Regions from separate parts of the Anas platyrhynchos genome. Here region 1 is linked to region 2. The links are chromatin contacts, called in public Hi-C maps. All regions are on one chromosome and are shown on one strand. Each heading gives the region's core, a stretch centred on a gene start, on an enhancer-like site or on the middle of the called end of the contact. The rest is flanking DNA. Distances are from core to core; before and after follow the strand shown. Region 1 holds the start of KIF3A (kinesin family member 3A). Region 2 holds the start of ZCCHC10 (zinc finger CCHC-type containing 10).

What was found. A called contact is a pair of places that touch in the nucleus more often than the background predicts.
Region 1: a contact with region 2 is called in a Hi-C map of liver, with 5 times the contacts expected there. The contact joins the promoter of KIF3A here to the promoter of ZCCHC10 in region 2. A contact is called at or near these places in 2 of 8 Hi-C or Micro-C datasets (liver and skeletal muscle).

The regions. Positions count from the first base shown.
Region 1 is chr14:1,636,662-1,639,618 of IASCAAS_PekinDuck_T2T, reverse strand. It overlaps KIF3A (kinesin family member 3A), which reads right to left and starts at 1,272. Exons shown (of 19, transcript XM_027468437.3): 1 at 1,113-1,272; 2 at 461-743. The coding sequence starts at 1,118.
Region 2 is chr14:1,475,198-1,477,972 of IASCAAS_PekinDuck_T2T, reverse strand. It overlaps ZCCHC10 (zinc finger CCHC-type containing 10), which reads right to left and starts at 1,471. Exons shown (of 4, transcript XM_027468140.2): 1 at 1,314-1,471. The coding sequence starts at 1,354.

The DNA of each region.
Region 1 (2,957 bases), core at 23-2,522, 160 kb before region 2:
GGCCACGCAGATGTGCTTAACTAGTCATCTTAGTCTAAACCAGCAAATTTTAGAGGAGAAAATGCAGCACTTATATGCACAAGCCTGGTATGCATACCTAGTTACTGCAGGACCACGGCAGCTGCTTGGTTACTGAAACTGTACAGTGAAGAGTCGCTGAGAATTCTGATAATGAAACAAAGCGTTTATCTTTGTAAACAGAAGATGGAGAATGAAAACACAACAGCTCACTGACCTCAGCAGGCATTGCTCATCACTGATCTCCCCCTGTTTACAGTCAGCAGCTACAACCACTGCGGGTGCTCGGGATGATGAGCACCTTCTGGGTATTTTAAGTGAGGTCAGGACACAAACAGACAGCTACAGCCCTCGCCAGGGAGGCTCCCAGTAGGACCAGCAGCATCGCTAAAAGTGCAGGCAGCACGAAATGGGGTGCACAGACTTGAAACAAGGCACTCACCATTGTATCCTTCCAGGACGGAGTCAATAATCGGCCTTGCAGTTAGGTTGTAGACATCCAGCTGCTTGCTCTCTGGCCCAAACACCGTGTCAAACGTGAAGGTCTTGGGCGGCTCGTTGGACGAGTCTGTTTTGTGAACCGTTATCGTCCCCCTCATCTCGTCCACGCTGACTGCCATCTTGTAGCCCGTCGCCTTCTCTCGCTCGTTGAGGGGCCGGCAGCGGACAACCACCTTGACATTGTCGCAGCTCTCCGGCCTGTCCAGCTTCTCGGCCTTGTTGATCTGCGGTGGAAACCACACAGAGACAGCCCCGGGCTGCGGCGTTACCTCGGACACCGCTGCGGCGTTACCCCTGACCCGGGGGGGGGGTTTATAACGAGGGCAGGGCGCACCCCGCACGCTTCAGCACCTCCCAGCCTGCGGGCACCGCGCAGCCCTCAGGAACTTCACCGCCACCAGGCCGCGGCCCCGGGCCCTGCCTGACGGGAGCGGCCCCGCGCCGTGAGGGGCCCCCCTCAGCCCCGCGGCCTGGCCCTGCCCCGGGCCCCACCACCACCCTCAGCCTCCCGGTGATGGAACCGGCCCCAAGCGGGCCACCCCCGCCCCATCCCCGCACCCCATCCCCGCTCGCAGCCCCCCGGCCCCGCTCACCGGCATGGCGGCGGCGGCCGGTGAGGGAGCGGCGCGGGGCCGCAGCGCGGAACAATAACAGCACCGCGCCTGCGCCCGCCCCCCGCCCGCCCGGCCGGCGGCCAATCCCCGCGCGCTGCGGAGCCCTCGCAGCCAATGGCTGCCGAGGTAAGGCGGGGAGAGTCCCGCCCCTCCCCGCCCCGCAGCCAATCGGAAGGGCGGGCGGGCGCGTTGCCATGGCAACCGCGGGGCCTAGGCCGGGGCGAGGCGCGGCCTACTCCCGGCTCCGCCTCAGGGCCCGGTGGGGCCGGGCCGGGGCCGCGCGCAGCCGCCGAGCCCGGGGGCGGTGCGGGGCGGAGCGGCCCCGCCCGGTGCCCGGGGCCCGGCCGAGCCCCGCGGAGCCCCGCGGAGCTGCTGGGGCGGCGGCGGGGCCCCGCGGGCGGCCCGATGCCCCGCCGCGCACGGAGCCCCCCCCCCCCCCGCGGCGCGGCCCAGCCGGGCGGGTAAGGAGGGCGGCGGGGGCCGCGCTGCCTCAGCGGGGGGTGGGGGCGCTGGGAGGACGGGGCGGGCTCCGGGGCGTCCCTGACAGAGCGGGGAGCTCCACGGAACTCCAGGGATAACGAGAAATTAGCGGAGAAATTATCGGAGCAATATCAGCCCGAGGGTCCCCCAAGCGCTGCTGTGGAAGCCCTCCTCCGCCGCTCTGCTGGCAGAGAGCAGCAGAAATCGCAGACCTACTAACGTCTTTTTTTGTTGTTTCCCCCTTTTTTTTTACACTGTTTAAAACTGGGATATGAGGTAGGCATTAAAGCGCTGTTTCAGGCTGAGACAACCTCACTGTTTATCTTTTAAATAGTAGTTTTCTTCACATTTATTACATACAGAGTCTGGAGAGTGGTGTGCCCAAAGCTGCTGTGTGTCTTCAGCTGTAACAGAGAAAGATTAGATTGCTTTTAAACTGTTAATTAAGAAATAAAAAAAAAAATCTGAAGAACAATCATCTCGGATGCTTTTTTTGGAAACAATAGGCCTCTGTTTGCCAGAAATTCGGGATCTGCAGCTAACAGGTTGCAACTTAACTCTGCAAAGGGAGAGCTGTACGGGGCAGTGAGCGCAGCGATACGTACTGCTCGTTCCGGGGTGGCTCAAGGGAGCTTTTACAGAGCACAAGAGTCAGAAAGCGAGCCTGCAGTGTTTAGCTGTCTGACACGTTTTCTTCCATCATCAGCTTCCCCCTGGGAAAATGCGTGCCAGAACTGTTCTTTGCTTATCAGCAAACAAAGAAGTTGTACGGCTGCTCCTGTCTCGTTCTCAGCACTGGACGAGCATCTTGAGAGGAAATCACCTATCACAAGGAGCTGGGATATCGCTTCATAATCCTTCTCTTGGTTTTGACAGCGGCTCCCGCCTGGGAAACTGGCTCAAAGAGTTGCTATGAAGTGCCCTGGACCTCCAGAGAGCTCAAGACTTGCCTGCTTCCTGGAAAGTGCCTTAGCCAGAGAGACTAGGATTTGGAAAGTGCCGGTTTTCCACCACCTCACCCTGAAGGTATTCTCTCATGACCTTGATCTCTGTGATCCCAAGGCTGAGCAAATTCAAGGGCTGTTAAAAAATCTGTAAGAGTAAATCAGAACCTGCCCCTGACTCACGCCTTTCTCCCCGTTGAGGGTGTTTGAACACAAGCTGTGCTGCAGCAGGGGCTTCAGCGTTCTCTGGAGAGGGAAATAATGAGCACACTCAGCACCTTATTCATCGGAGCTGGGCTTGGAGGTTCAGAGGTGTTGTGCAAGGGCAGAGCTGTGTGCTGCCCCATCCAGCCCTCCAGTAAAATTCCAGTACGAAGTGCCTGGAAGTGCAGCTAGAGCC
Region 2 (2,775 bases), core at 222-2,721:
TTTGAACATTCATCACTGTCTCAATGCAAAGTTTATTTGGCTTCATGATTTACCTTCAGAAACGTTGATGTAAATGAGCACTGTATGACTAACCTTGCTACCTACACGGTGCAGTTAACTCAAACTTCAGCAGGAAGCAGGAGCTCTGGTAAGGAGCACCAACAAAACAAAACAAATCAAATCAAGGTCCTCTGAACAGTTTGCTTTGTCTTGCCCTGGTCTCCTGGCTCTACCACAAGAGTTGCATGTAAGCAAAACAAGGATGCTATCTCTGCTTAGTCAACATAGAAAAACATTCACTTTGCTTTTTTTGTACCACAAACCAGCCCAGAGCTCTCTCCACAGGAGGAGGGCAGCTCAAAGCAACAACAACAAAATTCAGCATTTCCAGGGCTCTGGGACTGCTCACATGACTGGGGCACACAACTTTATGCAAGGTAGGACGATAAAAATCAAGCCCTAAAAGCAACAACCAGGAAAACAGATCAAAATAGCTCAGCAACCAGACCTATAAATATCATATCAACACTAACAAGTTTTAACATGAATGAGAAGCATGAGGTGAAGGTAAACTTTTAATACAGGTCAGCGGCTACGACCTAAACGCAGAGGTTAGCCAATGTGCAATACAGCAAACAGCCATCAAGCACCTGAAGACACAACAAGAACGTAGGAAATCGTTCCTTAACCTATACAGAATAGCAACCTAAAGAGCCAGAATTCCAGAAGTGCTTTGAAATTCCAAGTTATTTTCTACTGGAAAATGAGGAAGAACTGAACTACAGTAAACAACAACAGAGGAATGAGGACGCAGAGGCCATCCATATGTTAACCAACAGCTGTGAGCAGACAGAAAAAAAAAAGAACACTCTTAAAAAAGCAACCAGGAATTGTTCTAAGGGGGGAGGTGAAGAAGCAAACCCCCAGAGGAGTGCCGAGGGGGGCATTTACTGCACTTCACAGCACCAAAGCGCTGCCTTCTCCTCATTTCGCTGCTGGGCAATCAGACCCCTCAGCTCTGAGCACAGCCGCTGCTTCCCCCCACACACCCCTTTACCAGCCCCTAAACCCACGCCGGGAGCACACAAACGCCGCTTTTATAACCCCAAAATGCCACTTTTCCAACCCCAAAATGCCACTTTTAGAACCGCGCCGCCTCCCCCCGGCCCAGCCCGGCCGCCTTGCGGGGCGCTCTCCTGAGGGCTGCGGGGCCGTGCCCGGGCCGCCGGGGCCCCGCTGCCCGAGGAGCGGCCGCGGACCCCCCCCCGTTGTGCTCCCCCCCCACACACCCCCCTTGGTCCCGGCGCACTCACGCCTGGCGGCGGGCGATGAGGCGGTGCATGGGAGTCGCCATGGCGGCGGGCGGGGCCGCGCTGCATGCCGGGACGCGAGGCGGGCCTGAGGCGAAGGCAGAGCCGCCCTCAGCGCGGGGCTAAATGGCAGAAAAGGGGGGATTTAGCCCATTATCGCCTCGTAACGCACAGCATCAGCATCAAATATAGTCACGTATAAGCCCCTTCTCAGGGGCTGGCGCTGACAAGTTGTCCCCGTGCCCGCGCTGCCCCTCTGTTCTCCATCCATACCTAACAGTGAGGGAATGAACACCTCAGGCACCTCCAGGAACCACCAGGCGAAGCCTTGCCCCCACCCCACTGAGCCCTGTGCCAGCAGCAGCTGGTATTTTGGGCTCCTGCATCACCTCCTTACGGCTCATGGCACGGGAGGAGAGGTCAAGGGACAGAAGACGAAGCTGTGGTGGCAGTGCTCTGAGGGCACGCTCCTGGCACGCAGCCCCCTGTGCCTCGCTGCCAGCTGGCACAGGCAGCACAGCCCCCATCCTGAATTCAGGGCAGCCAGGAGTGGGGCTTCCTAACGTTTGCTTTATCAAAACTCGTTGTAACCTCAAGGGATCGGTATTAAAACACTAACGTCGATCTCGCTACAAAAATCCTCAAGGAAACATACTCCTTAATGTGGGTCCATAGCAGTGTAGTAACAGCTATGTGGCTTCTTGGTAGTGCACAGTATTCATTTATTATATAAAACAACAAAATATATTGTATTTCCTTAAATTCCTAGCATCCAGCAGTGCCAGTTGGATCAGGGCCTTACTGTGTTAGGAAACGTAGAAGTGGAAGAAAAGACAGACCTTGGCCAGAGAGGCTTACACTTCCCTCAAGACAAGGTACAAGGTGGAAACACAGATGCGAAAGAATAGAACATACGGCACGCATAATGCAGCAATACAAATCTGATCCTTTCAGGTGATGATCACCCCACGTCCTGAGGTGTTCTGCCTCTAATGTACCTTGTGCTGGTTGGACTTGATGATCCCAAAGGTCTTTTCCAGCCTGAATGATTTTATGATTCTAGTATCACAGCCTGGAAATACGAGAGCCAGAACTTCCTGCTGTGTCACACATGAAACATGTCAGAGCAGGTCACATCTGCTGGGGACAATGGCACCCATTAACTGTCACATGGGGAAGGTACGATACTGAGGAATTCTTAGACATAAGCAGCTCCAACTCATCAGGATTAATTACTGTGTGGCGAATTGAATCACGGTAGCTCCTGTCTCCAAACTCTGAAATTTTAATGTCTAAGGCTAGTGGCTGTTCCTGTATGCAGCTTGTTTTCCTCTCCATCTGGCATTTCTTGTGGTATCTGATAATTGTCCTGTTTTGGCTGATGCTCTGTGGTAATCTGTGAATAATTACATCTGGCACCATAGCTACGTTGTGCTGTGTGATGCCTGGTATGTTATAAACGCAC